Regions from separate parts of the Sus scrofa genome. Here all the other regions are linked to region 3. Evidence: chromatin contacts called from public promoter capture Hi-C data. All regions are on one chromosome and are shown on one strand. The core of a region is the stretch at or near the end of the contact, and the rest is flanking DNA. Distances in the headings are between cores, read along the strand shown. Region 1 holds the start of KLHL32 (kelch-like protein 32). Region 2 holds the start of NDUFAF4 (NADH dehydrogenase [ubiquinone] 1 alpha subcomplex assembly factor 4). Region 3 holds the start of UFL1 (UFM1 specific ligase 1).

Evidence for each region. Promoter capture Hi-C pulls out the DNA fragments that hold promoters and counts their contacts.
Region 1: a contact with region 3 is called in a promoter capture Hi-C map of liver, with 6 times the contacts expected there. The contact joins the promoter of KLHL32 here to the promoter of UFL1 in region 3. A contact is called at or near these places in 1 of 5 promoter capture datasets (liver) and 1 of 2 datasets of contacts at active chromatin or transcription factors (skeletal muscle).
Region 2: a promoter capture Hi-C map of liver shows a contact between it and region 3, with 8 times the contacts expected there. The contact joins the promoter of NDUFAF4 here to the promoter of UFL1 in region 3. A contact is called at or near these places in 1 of 5 promoter capture datasets (liver), 1 of 47 Hi-C or Micro-C datasets (liver) and 1 of 2 datasets of contacts at active chromatin or transcription factors (alveolar macrophages).

What each region holds. Positions count from the first base shown.
Region 1 is chr1:64,075,727-64,080,310 of Sscrofa11.1, reverse strand. KLHL32 (kelch-like protein 32) reads right to left here and starts at 1,642. Exons shown (of 10, transcript XM_003480291.3): 1 at 1,235-1,642.
Region 2 is chr1:64,043,245-64,047,890 of Sscrofa11.1, reverse strand. It overlaps NDUFAF4 (NADH dehydrogenase [ubiquinone] 1 alpha subcomplex assembly factor 4), which reads left to right and starts at 3,067. Exons shown (of 3, transcript XM_001925477.5): 1 at 3,067-3,301; 2 at 3,826-3,929. The coding sequence starts at 3,166.
Region 3 is chr1:63,636,407-63,641,289 of Sscrofa11.1, reverse strand. UFL1 (UFM1 specific ligase 1) reads right to left here and starts at 2,701. Exons shown (of 19, transcript NM_001243440.1): 1 at 2,561-2,701; 2 at 1,236-1,381; 3 at 192-220. The coding sequence starts at 2,637. It overlaps LOC110260380 (a long non-coding RNA gene), which reads left to right and starts at 2,784. Exons shown (of 3, transcript XR_002343615.1): 1 at 2,784-2,913.

The DNA of each region.
Region 1 (4,584 bases), core at 393-2,892, 440 kb before region 3:
ATGTATTGTTCAATGCCAGTATCTTTACTAGATCATTTCTATTTGTAATGAAAGTATGAAATTGGTGCAAAATGTTAATTACTGGGCTGCTGCTCTCTCCAAGAGCTATGTTATAAGTTCACCCATTTAGGCACCTGAGGACTTGAGGCCCCAGTGATTAGGGGTTCCTGTGAGACAGGAGAACCAACCTCCTCACTGGGCCTCTCCCAGTGCTCCAATAAAGGATTCAATCTATCAGAAAAGCCCAGCAGGATCTATAAAGCTTTCTTGGCTTCCTTCCTCTCCACATGCTAATATAAGCTCTTAAAGCTTAGAATCTGGTGTGTTAAGCTATGGCAAACATTTTATATCTACATCTATAGATATATGTCAAACATCGTAAGACACTGAAAGAAAACAGAATCTTCTCAGAAATGGACAGAGGGGCAGAAAACTTAAATAGTGGTGCAGTGGCTATAGAAATGTTAGCAAAGATGTATGTTATGAATACTCTCTCCTTTCATTAAGAATTCACATAAGTATTCCTGTTATGGTCATTATACAACAGAATATCATCCTTTTGTGGGGAACCACAATTAATTCATCTTCTGCTTTTAATGTTAAGACAGTCATGCCTGAGTGAACTGCAAAATAACTGGAAAGAGAAGGGAAGAGAGTTTAACTGGAGTCAGCTTTCTTTATAAGATCACCGAAATGGGAGTAATTTATGATTCAAGACACAATCCGTTGAAAAATTCATCTGACGAATCCTTTTTAAAGCACTCCATACAGTGCAATTACCGTTTTCCTTGAAGTTGAATGAAACCGTTGCCTGAATACAGATTAACAAATGTCAAATCACATGGTCCTCAATGTATATTTCCGTTTTAAAAATCAAAATAAATAACAGAATCATTTAAGAAACCAATTCTTTCAATAGACGCCCCAAGGCTGATGTTTAAGCAAGTCTCCTTGGCAACCAAGGTGGAAAGTACATCTTGGGCTACGAGAAAGGGGAGAAAGGGGGAACAACTCCAGGATTGAGTAGAATAAGTAACCGGGAGTAATCATTGCTCCCGCTAGACGATACCAGCTAGAGGCAGCAAGGGCTGCATGCCCCTGAATTTCAACTCCGGTTTCTACCCCATTGGCTCACCAGCAGCCTCCCTCCGGTCTACAGGCACCAACCCCGAACAGGTTACGAGAAGAGATACTGGCTTACCCGATGGAGTGAGCAGTCTGCTGGGTTACGTACCCGAGGTGGCAGCGCAGGCACCGGGCTCTCCCAGATGTCAATGGCCCTGCTTCGCCCCACGCGGCTGAGGTTAAGAAAAACCGCAGTAGCTTCGCTCTGCCGGTTTGGGGATGCAGTTGTGAAGAACCAACGCGCTAGCTTGCGCGCGCGCGCGCGCGTGTGTGTGTGTGTGTGTGTTCGTGAGCGTGTATGATGTGTGTGCGAGCGTGTGTGTGTGTGTGCGCGCGCGCGCGCTCCTGGAGTCTCCTGCGGGGAAACAGTGTTTCCTAGTAAATAAAGGCAGCAGTCAGCCCTGCGGGTGGCGCGTCCAGCTGGCTCCGCGCTAGGCGACAGCGTCAGCCTGGAGACGCACCTCCGCGATCCCGCGCGGGCTCAGACCGCGAAGCGACTCCGCCCCCTCCCGCCTCTGGCGAGCCAGCGCGCACGCACGCCCCGCACCCATCGCCGCCGCCGCGGAGGCGCGCACGCCTCCCACCCCCTTCCTGCTCTGGAGGGCGAGCTGGCGCGCACCCTCTCTCCCCGGAAGTCCCCTTCTCTGGGCCGCCGTCTTTCTGCTCTCTGGCACCTGCAGTGCCGGCCGCTGGGTCACTGGGAATGCCTGCGGGCTCAGCTGCGGTCCCTCCTGCGACTAACAAGACCCGGGGACCCAGCTTGCCTGCTCCCCCGACTCCCTCCCAGGGCGGAAGAGCGACATGTAGGAAGAGACGCCCAGTCCCCAAATTGGTGTGGCCGTGGGCTCTGGCCCTCTGCTTCCTTCCCCAGACCCAACAAACTTGTGAAGTTCAAATCGTCCCTATTACTAGTGGTCCCTTTTTCAGGACCTATATAGTGGCCCTCCTTCGGATAATAAACTTCATGGTGCTGTTGAAAACAGCTATCCAGTAATCTTAGATGAAAGGGGATCCCCAGGGATGGACAGAAGCCCTGAACCTGAGAAATAAGAATATTTGGTTGCAGCTAATACAGCATCAAAACTGCAAACAGACAACAACCCTAGAATACCACCATTAAATTCCGGGTACTGGCCCACTCTTGCGGGTCATTCTTGTCGTTCCTGTGTAAACATGCTTAGAAACCTAAGCAAAGTGAATAGTTTCGATAGGTAAAAATAATACATATTCGACTTTTGAATTGAAAAACTTGGTTCAATGTAGAGTTATGCAACCACATAACAGTGAAATGAAACTAAATTGGAGTAAACTGTGTTTAGAAGAACCTCAAGTGTTAAACTACTACAAAGATGGAAGTTTCTCTCTTTCAGGTGTGTTCTTCTACAGTTAGGTTAGAAATAGTGCCCTGATCTATTTTGAGATGTCCTTAGCATTCTCATTAGTGTCAAATCAAATGTTCAGCAATTTTTCCACTTTCAGACCCAGAGGTTTTCTGGGTCTCTTCCTCCTTCACCCAGTCCCTTGAGGCCCACCTGGTGTCCAGTGCTTCATTCCAATGGTTTTGATATTTGAACACTCAGTTCCACTTGTCTATTTGTCCTGGACACCAAGATAGGCACAGGGAGAGTGACAAACAGTTGACTACAAACATTAGGTGCAATGTCATCCTCTAGAATTTTTCATAAGCAATTTTATATTTTTCATTCGGTATTATTTTGTACCAGAAGATCAAATGTCTGGGTGAAACCAAAATATTTACAATGACTTGGTAGCAATAAACATAACACTGTTAAGATTCATAAAATATCTGTCACTAAACTTAATGTACTTAAAAATGTAAGCCCCATCTATAATCATTAGATTATCTGTTTGTTTAGAATGCACAGAAGCTATTTATTAAAAAGAGAAAAGCAAAGACTATAATTGTATTCATACACACACAAAAACACAAAATATGTCATCAACTCACTGTCCGTGTGACTATGGAAATGTTTCTTACTGCCCACACTGGGTCTGTCTTGTTCATCATTGTATTTATAACAAGCTAACACAATGCCTGTCCCGTATTAGGGGCTCAATAAATATTGCTGATGCATAGATATAGAGGATTAAATAAGATATGTTAAATGTCTACTAAAATGTCTAATTCGGAGAGGGCAATTTTTTCCTAAATGACTTCTTAAAATTGATTTAAAGTATAAGTTTTTTAAAATTAAGAAAGCCTTTTATTTCTCTGAAATAAAAGACTCCGTAATTTGTTAGATAGTCATACGAACTCAATCCAAGCATGTTTTCCAATATATCCTTTCACTAGAGGAGGAAATAGATTTCAGGTACTATTTCTCTCTTGGGTATCATTGCTATGGTCTTTCTTTGTTAAGAAAATAGTTTAAAACAATGCTTCACAAAAACTATGCTTTGGAAAACTAGTTATTTGTTCAATAAAAAAATTTTGATACAGTGGGAAAATAAAAAAAAATTTTTTTTAAAAATTAAAAAAAATTTTTGAGCTCTTAGAATGTGTTTCACTGTATGATCAATGTAGGGCTTCAGATGTAATTAAATAGACTTTTCCCCCATTTTAGTCTAATATTATGAGCAGCAAGCTAAATAAGGGGGGAGGGGGGACTGTGAGTCCTTTGGTTACAAAGTAGCAGAAAACTTCTCCACCAGATTTAAACAAAAAGGAATTTGATGGAAGGATTACAGGCGCTCTGAGAATTGATGAGCAGCCTAACTAGATAGTCAGGCTAGGACGCTGACAGGAGTTAAAGCAACTCCAGGGGGCAGAGTGGCAGTGACAACAGGATAATAGAATTAGTCTATTTTATCTAAGGCAGAAGTAAAGCAGTAATACACCCCAAAGGAGAAGTAAGGATGCAGGCATTCCCCCAAATGAGGAATGTGCCAGAGAGGTGATTTAAATCACTTACATGGGACTGTTCTGGGTCAGGCAGGAATGTTGTGATTGGTTGTCCTCCACTTTTGGAATGGGTGGGCCCTGATCTACTGCTCTTTGATACTCCAAATCCAGATTCCAGTTTTCACTTGTCCTAACTTGGAGTGCTGGCCTGTCCCTCAGCTAAGGTAGGGTGTGATCGATTTCAGTGAGACAACAGTGTGTGATCGCTTGAAGCGCAAGATCTTAATTCTCTGCTCTGGAGTTGAACCTGGCTGCCTAGATGAAAACCAGGAATCCTAGCCACTAGACCAGACAGAGGCTAGAAGCAGATTTTCGCCCCCCATTGAAAGCAAGAATGTCTCAAGGAGGCAAAGATAGTAAAAACCGGTACAAAGTTTATTGTTAGAAACACAATACAAGTAGGAGAGCACACAGAGAATTAGTCTATTTTATCTAAGACAGAAGCAAAGCAGTAATACACCCCAAAGGAGAAGTAGGGTGCAGGCGTTCCCCCAAATGAGGAATGTGCCAGAGAGGTGATTTAAATCACTTACATA
Region 2 (4,646 bases), core at 1,818-4,317, 410 kb before region 3:
TACACCACAGCTCACGGCAACGCTGGATCCTTGACCCACCGAGCGGGGCCAGGGATCAAACAGTCAACCTCATGGTTCCTCGTCAGATTTGTTAACCACTGAGCCACAACAGGAACTCCTTCTTTTTCTTTTTTTTAATTGAGAAAATCTTCACAGCCACACCGGTGGCATATGAAAGTTCCTGGGCCAGGGATTGAACCCGTGCCTCTGCAGTGACCTGAGCTGCTGCAGTCAGATTTTTAACCTTCTGCGCCATAGCAGGAACTCCTTTAAATTAAATTCTTGAAGAACCTGAATCTTACTTTACTTTCAGATATTTAGTTATTTTGTCCTTTTCACTCACCTGTAGACTGGGGCATCAGAATAGCTGGTCCTTTTTCAAACTTCTCTCTGTTCCTCTGGAAAATGGAAAGCAATGCAAATACTGAACATCATATTCTGAGTTAGGCACTATATTAGATGCTTTAAAAGTTTAAAGTGTGTGAAACTCATTAGATAAATACTATCATCTAAGATTAAGATGAAGGGGGCTCAACTAGAGTGAATTTCACAAGGACTCACTTCTGGCAGAGGGGCTGGTGTTCAGGCAGAGAGCCTGTCTAGGGCCTGGACTCATCAGTCCTACTCAGCTTGTGGTTCATTTAATATTCACCTAACATTTGTTTAGTACCTACCTGCTGTGTACCAGGCACTGTTCAATGTGATGAATACAGCAGTGAACAAAACAGACAATAATACCTATACTTATAGAATTTACATTGTATTTCTTGGCAAGATCCTGGGTTATTTCACTGGTACCTTAAGATATTCAGCAATATATACCCATCATAACACTCCACCCAGAGAGATGCTTAATTCTTTTTTTTTTTTTTAATGGCCACACTAGCAGCATATGAAAGTTCCCAGGCTAGGGGTTGAATTGGAGCTGCAGCTGCTGGCCCATGCCACAGCCAAAGCAATGCCAGATCCAAGCTGTATCTGAGACCTACACTGCAGCTTGCAGCAATGCCTTTACTTACTGAGTGAGGCCAGGGATCAAACCCGCATCCTCACAGGTACTATACCAGGTTCTTAACCCACTCAGGCACAACAGGAACTCAGAGAGATGCTTAATTCTGAGTAGCATCCTAGATACTCTTTCCTTGGGGACCTCACTTTATCCCTAACATAAACCTAGGGAAAGTTCCGAGTTCAGATTTCCTGATAATTTGCATGTTTGACAAGAAGAGCTGGAATTATGCATTTATGAGATAGATTTTATTTCCAGGGATGATTCCCAAGGAGTGACAGTCAATGGTGCATTTCTGGTGAAGCACCTCTGCTTTCTGGTCTGCCCTTTGAAGACTTGAGTAGCACCTGGCCAGGACTAGGCAAAGCAACTGGCCCAAGTTAGACGCTTCTTAGATGCTGAATCCAAACTCTACCCAAATGTGGGAATTCAAAGAATTCTTTCACATGATATTTCCCACAGCCCCCTACACTTGCTGTAACTTCTGCCTAACAGTACTTTTTCATGCTGCCAGAAATACGGAATTTCCATGAAAGTGAATTTTTCACTTTGAAAATATTTTAATAGTGAATGTAATTGCCACCATAATTGTAAAATGCATGGATACATGAGGCAGATGAAAATTTCTTGGCAGCCACAAAAATATGAATACCTGGTCTATAAAGCCTTAAGTTACAGGCTCAAAGATGTCTCAAAGATGGAAATCTTGGAGCAGCCTGCCACCTTCAGGATAACTTCCCAACTAACTCTACCAGAGAACATTGGTTTTGGCTTCTATAAATTCTAAATACCAATTCCAGTAAAAACATTTCATGATAATCAATGGCGAGAGCTATGGTCCTTATAGAACTTTTGCTATGATTATCATGTGTAATAATTATATGTTTTCTTTAAATAAAACTGCCCCCTTCTTTGAGATTCTTTCCAAAAAATTACTTTGATTCAATTATCTTTACATCAATTATTTCATTGCTTTTATACTTCATTTCACTAAAAAGAGCTGAGAACACTAGAAACAGACCTTGCAGCCAGAGTTTGTGAAAAATACTGTAACTTTGGAAACTCTGCTACTTCCTAGTGGGTACTTTGATTATGGATTAATGACAATATTTCTAAAGAATCTTAAGTAAAAGCAGCAACACAGTAGTCCATTTGAAAAACAGGAGGCAGAAGAGGGAGAGAGGGAATGAGAAAGCGAGGAAAAGAAAATATGTAAACAGGACTCGTTTTTCCTTTTCTATTGGCTGTTCCTTTAAGATACAAGGTCTCCCTGGCTTAAAAAAAAAATGAGGAAGGCACAATGAGATATAGACTAAGGAATGACGCGGTGACCCAGCACTTAATAGTATGGAGACATAACACAAAGTGACATCAAAAATACACAAAAGGAAGGGGCAGCTAAACGGAAATCGATATAATTAGGTCAAGAGAATTATGAGGACGTGAATGCAAAAAAGATTACTGTAAAAGCAAACAGGGCTCAGACTCAAACGCATTGGGCAAGGGGACAAGAATATGAGGGGGTATTTAAATAAAAGAGTAACAGAAAAAATATTCATCGAAAATAAACTTTCATCATTTTCCTTTCACAAAAGTAGTAAAGGACCATTTCAGAACCTTCTTGGCGCAATGAGTTCATTTTTAATGGAGTCCTCTCTGGCTGTACTGACCAGTGAAAGGACTTCAAAGTCAATTTCCTCAGATTGATTCTCAGCCTGCAACTTTCGATTAGCAGAGGAAGCATGGACCAATGCCTGTCCTCATTCAGGCGGAATTAAACGGAAACTCTGGCGTCACGCCCAGCAAGAAATTGTTTTAAAACTTCCCGCCCGACTGCGCCAGGTTCCAAAGGTGAGCGCCAAGGTGGTCGGAGCCTGAAGTCCCGCCCCATCTCGCGGGAGGCAGCCGCAGATTGGAGCACATCCCCCACCCCGTAGAGAGGCGCTCTCTTTGTTTTACTCTGGGTGGAGACGCGGTCTGTGCCCTCCCGACCGCGAGGGGGCGAACCGCGCGCATTTAGCTCCGGTTTTCCGGCGCAAGACCGAGCGGACTCCCCCCCCCCCCCGACGTGCGCATGCTCGGTCCGTCCCGGAGGTCGCCGGTGCCGGTGTTCAACCACGTGTGTTTTGAACTTAAGGGCATTATGTTGTGAAGAAATGGGGGCTGCAGTGACTCGTGCAGTCCGGAATTTCAACCTAGAGAACCGGGCGGAACGGGAAATCAGCAAGTTGAAACCTTCCCCTGCTCCCAGGCACCCCTCCACCAAGACCCTCCTGCGAGAGCAGATAAACAGTAAGTGGTGCATGGGCGCGTCGGGCTGCGGCTCGGGGGCTCCCTGTGCTGGCTGAACGCAGCCGGACCTCGGTCCAGCGGACTGGGGAGCCTGCTTTATTCGCAGTCACTCGGGTCAGCCGAGCGCGGAAAAGTGGAGCCGCCAGGCCGGTGACATTGAGACAGGCTCCTTGCGCTCGTGAAGGAGTCCGCGGCTCCACCTTCTTCGTGTCCTAGAGGTTTTGACTTGTCCCCGCCGCTGACCCCGTTCTCGCCAGCTTTTGTCTTTAATACTTACTGTCTCGATACAAGGAATCAAAATCAGAAGGGATTGTGTGCAAGGGAACTTTTCTCTAGATGTCTTCACAGAACGATGGACACCGAGCTCGACCTAGCACTTTGATTTATCTTTAAAACATGTTCCGTACTGTCCGAATGATTGCTAATTAAGCAAAATTAAAGGTGACTGTCTTGTGCTAAGTGTTTAGGATCTTAGATAAAACTTTCTTTGGCATTAATATTGTGATTTTTTTTCCCCCTCTTAGGCCATCCAGAAATTAAGGGAGAAATTGCTAGAAAAGATGACAAACTGTTGTCACTACTAAAAGATGTGTATGTTGATTCCACAGATCCCGTGTCTTCTGTGCAGGTAATGTGTGTTTTAATAAAGTTAAGTTTATAATTTAACTCTTTGGGGCTCCAGGAAAATAACCATGAGAAGTGTGGCAAATAGAAGTGAGTGAGTATATAATATCTAAGCGTAATTGTCAGTGTGCTTGTGACCAGAATGCAGAGCATTGGCAAAACTGAAGCACAGCAATCGTAGCAAGACACACATGTTATTGGATATTTATTAAAGTTAAAAAGTCTTGTGAAAGTATGGATTGAAAGCAGTTCTGTGGATTATTTGTTATTATTTCAGAATTTGTAGCATTTGGTAAGTAAGGTACTTCTAGGGGTTATCATCTGAATGACCAAAGATGAGCTTTAATACTATTTTCTCACCCTTCAGTGTACTGAGGTATGTTCTATCCTTAGTGGTTCCTTTAATATTGTGTTGGTTTTTTAATTTTGTTTTTAAAGAACATATTCTGATAGACTGTAAAAATAGGAGATCACAGAACATATTGGGAATGAGAACCTTTATGTAAACGGCAGGCACAAGTGCTTTGTGTATGGTGATGAACAAAACAGCTCCAGTCCTTGCTTTCATGGTACTTAAGGTTTTGTGATGGACACAGGCATTAAACTGATGAGCAGCCATAGGTACATAATTACTGATAAGTCTGTGAAGGAGAAATATAGGCGCTGTGAATATATCAGAGGGACCTATTGGAATTGAGATTGAAGGATGAAGGATGGTTTC
Region 3 (4,883 bases), core at 1,452-3,951:
GGAAACTATATCCTATCATTTGTGATGGAAAATGATGGAAAATAACGTGGAAAAAGAATGTAATATGCATGTATGACTGGGTCACTTCGCTGTACAGCAGAAATTGACAGAAATTTTAAATTGACTATAGTTAATAAAAAAATTTAAAAAATAAAAACAAAACAAAACCTTTTTAAGAAACTGAAACTTACCTGTTGCAGATCAACAATGTTCACACGACCTTTAAAGAAAAAATATTCATTTAAGTTACGAGTAAGACATATAAACCAGAAACTGGAAATTCTAACAGATTTATGTTTTGGACCATCAAGGTCCTCCCTCTACAAAGAACACACGGAAGCAGTAATTAATGCCTTCAAATATAAACCATTAGCTAAGTCTTCGTGGCTGACGGTATAGATGCTAATTTATTTTCAAAGTTTCATTTACCACATCAGGCCATTTACAAGCATCAACTGACATGTTAGCTGGCCAGATCTATGGGGGTTATTTATTTCCCTTTACAATTTATCTACTGTGACCAAAGAGATATTGACAACTAAATTGAGATAAACTTTTAAAAAATATTTGAAACTGGTAAGTTTCCATTTATTAGCAAAAGAATATCTGTTAAGTATTCCAAATTATAGTTAATATTTTATTAGGCCTATGTAGGAAGATTAAAAAAAACCATCAAGGGTATATATCTAGTAACACCTAATGAGTTGTTTTCACAGTTGCATCCATTTTAATAAAACAGTGTCAAATTTTCAGTAATTTGTTCAATTTTTTAAGAAGAAACAAACTTTTTTTTATATGCTATAACAGCATTCTCTACAATCTAACAGATGTAGCACCATATTAAACTGTTTCCTAATTTGCAAAAAAGAAAACATGGTAACACAGCCTTGATTTTCAACAATCTCTAATTCAAAATCTCTGTTCCTCCTTCATAATTATCACCTGGTAACAGGCAGCTATGTTATGCAGTAAATTCATGAACTGTGAAAAGAAACTGATTAATTCACATATAGAACACAACTCAAAATAATACATGCTATTTTGTAAAGTGACAATATTTGATTTTATTTAAATTACATGATCATGTTTACCCAAACCTATTAAAAATAATAAGGCTGATCACATTAACAATTGAGAAGGGTGTTCTATAATCTCCAAATCATTTATGATTTAAAGGATTTTTTCCCCCTCTGCAAACAACCAAAAGAAAAAAAAAAAACTAAGGAATTACTTACCACCTCGAACATGTAGCTCATCTCTCATTTCTTTACTAATTTGGGCTGGAGTAATATATTCTTTCCCATCAAGTGTGTGAACTACTTCTAGCTGCTTCTGAGCAATCAATTTATTTACAATCTCAATGCAGTTCCGCTCTGACAACCTGAGGGAAATAAAAGTTTTAAAAATGCATTTGATAGATTTAGTGCTCAATAAAATTAAGAGAATGTATGAAAAAATGGGCTTTTGAAAAGGCCTGCATAAAAAGGCATTAAGTTTTATATTGTAAAATCTGTTTCTCTTATTTTAAAAAATAACATAAACAGGTTTATATGCACTTAATCACTTACTTAACTGTTACAAATCTTTCTATTACAGATTTCAAGTTTGCTCTTTCCTAGGCCTGCTTCTACTCTTTAAATACGAACGGTAAAGTGAGGACACGTAATTCAGGTATGGAAAAAACCTGCCCTACTTTTACTTCAATTTTCACTTTAGTTTCAGTTAAAAACAAAATTTTGTTTTAAATTAAATGCATAATTACCTCACTCTTACAACTGATCTGTAGGCAGAAGACCTGCCTAGGAAGACCACAACCACAACTGCAAGCACTTAAGTAAGTGTCCTAGCTGCTCACTGTACTACCGAACACACAGCATCAAGAGATTAAGGTCTTCAGCATCAGAAGGAACAAGGCAAGAAACAGTCAACAGATAAAAAGGGTTCTACTAGCATTTCATATGCTCTGTAATGGTAAAAAGCAGAGTCAGTGTGCTTTTTAAGACACAATCCCCACAAGCTAGCAGGTTGGTAGTAAATGTCAGTGTCTGGAGTCCCTAAAAATGACAGATGGGACAGTGGCTCTGGCCTAGCACATTTGTTCTAGTGAACAAAAAGGCATAATATTTAAAGAGTCAACACAGTATTTACAAAGGACTGTTTGTGGGGTTAATCTCTGCTTTCAAGCTCTTTCTGGGTCAGGAAACGTATAACAGGCAATGATGCCACAGGGACTTGCTGATGGTCAAGTAAACATCAGAGGGGCACTATTAAGACAGCTCCAAGTTACCAGCCCTGGCCAGGGGTGGAAGCGGGCAGCGCCTCAACACCTGGCTGGGGCTCGGCTCCAGGAGGGGGCTGGGGTTAGTTCCCGGGAGTAGATTTCGGCCTTCCTGCCCGGAACTATACTTGGAAACGCAATCCATGTTGAGGGAGGAAGGGGGAGGCGGGAACCCTGACAGGAGATGGGAGGGTCCAGGGCCCAGGGTTTGCGGCCTCCGGTCTTGGTTTGGCCGCCCAGGGGCTATTTGGGCCTCCAAAATGGAGAGGGAGGGTCAGGCACCTCTGTGTGGCCTCTGCGAACTGCGCCCTTTGGAAGTCAGCCGCCAACCGCCTGATCTCTTCCCAGGCGTCCGCCATCTCGGCCCTACTCGCCGAGCTGCCGACAAACTGCAGACACGTCAGCCCAAAGGTCTCAGGAGCTGAGGCAGAACGGGCCGCGCGGAGGGACAAGAAACTCCTCCCCGACGCAGCTACGGAACGCGCGCGGCCGGAGCCGCCGGGGGCGTGGCCGGAAGAGCCGCAGCCCCGCCCACCCGCGCGGGAGGTTTGTTCTAAGCTGTGGGAGCCGGGCGAGAGCTGCTTGAGAGCCAGGTTGCAAGGTGTTTGGCTGCGGATGTGATGCAGGAAAGCCAAGTTAGTAACGTTTAATTTAGGTATTTGTTTGCATTATCCCTAATGTTTTGGCGCAGTGATAATCAAATTAACCACTTTTCTTTTTTTCTGCCCTCCTTTTGGTTTTTATCTGGGGAAGAGGCGCGGAGATGTGCCAGGGCCTTCAGTTATCTTCCCCTCTAGCTGTTAATTAATGCAGGGCAGTCCCATTTGTATAGGGAATTAAGATAGTTTTTACTTGGGCTCAAAGCTTTGCACCTTTTAGGTAATTACTTTTCTTTTTGCACAAATATGAATAATTGGGGTACCATAAATGCTGAGGATTGTTTTCATGTATCCTAGAGCCTTTCCTTTTCCTCTTAAGGAGAATATTAGCTCCAGCAAATAATGAAGAATATAAACATAAGGTAATAAATGTAAAGGGCTGTGGATGGAACGGAAGAAAAGAAAAGCACATTTGTTTTGCTTTTCCCTACATTGAAATCAGTAAAAAGTAGATAATTTACTCTGGTGTACTTTTCTTGATCCCTTTTACTTTTATACCTCCCTCTTCACTTAAAAAGTGTATATATTATACATACATATTCCTTTTAAATAAGCCCTATAGAATAAGTGAACATGGTTATTTCAGTTACTTTCCCATCTCGGTATCTCATTCTGGTAACTCAAAGCCAATGCCACAAATATTCTTGTCCAGTAAAGTTCCCAGCTTCATTTAAAATGCAAGAAAACACAGTAATAGAACCTGTTACTAAGTACTACCACCAAACAGGCAAGCTATTGGGCTATGTCATCGCAAACTGAGAGGTAGAACACCAGAAGTTAAAGAGATAACTTGGAATAGAGTAGGTGATATGATCCCAACGGACATCAAGCCTCAAAACAAGCAGAAGCATTCATGCATATAATATATACTTACTGATTATCAGATGCCGTGGAGTACAGTGGTGGATAAAGCAGACATGGTCTTGCTATAAACAACTTGTACACCTGCTGAAGCAGATTTTTAAAAAATATTTGATAAGGGAAATATAATGTGCTATGTGACTACTTGACATCCAAACTTCTTGCTTACCATGTAAGACTCTTATGATGGAATGAAGTCTTCTTTTCATCAGCATCCTCTGCAGCTGCACGCCACATATGGAGTAGCTTACGGTGTCCTAGAAACACCGAGTCCTTTCAGGACTTCATGTCTTTTCTGGAATGCTTGTCCTCTTCCTCACTCTCCCCTACCTGCATTTATTTTTAAGTTTATTTTTCCACGGTGTCCAAGCTTAAATAAAAATCTTAAATGAGACTTTTAAAATTCCTGTGATTATTCTACATGCTATGTTCCCTGAATTCTCTATTCAGGTGTCTCTAGTAGCAAGCAAAATTGTACTGTAGTCTTTAGTCTGAGTTCCTCAATGAGCTCCTAAATGGCATGATTTATCATTTAGTATGGCAGCTGGTATGTAGTGCCTAATATAGTCCATAAATGTTAAATGAATAAGTCAAGGTAAATGTTTTGGTGCAACATTACACTTCAATAATAGGAATAACATTTATATTTATTCCAAAAAAGGGAATAATTCCTAAAAAAGAATAATTCATGATTATACTTTGTAGTTTATGTTTGTGCTGTATAAAGTGATAGCTACTAGACAGATGAAGTTATTTAAATTTAAATTAATTAAAATTAAGATTATACCAGCAATGAACAAGTGGAACTTGGAACTGAAAGCACACCTTTCTCCTTAGCAATCCCCAAAATGACATACTTAGGTATAAATCTAACAATATATATGTAAGATCTACATGAGGAAAACTGCAGACTCTAATAAATGAAATCAGAGAACTAAATAAGTGGATAGTTCATGTTTTTGGATAAGAATGCCCAATATTGTCAAGATGTCAGTTCTTCCCAACTTGATCTGCAGATTCAGTGCAATTCCAATTAAAATCCCAGCAAGTTGTTTTGTGGATATCAACAAGCTGTTTTTCAAGTT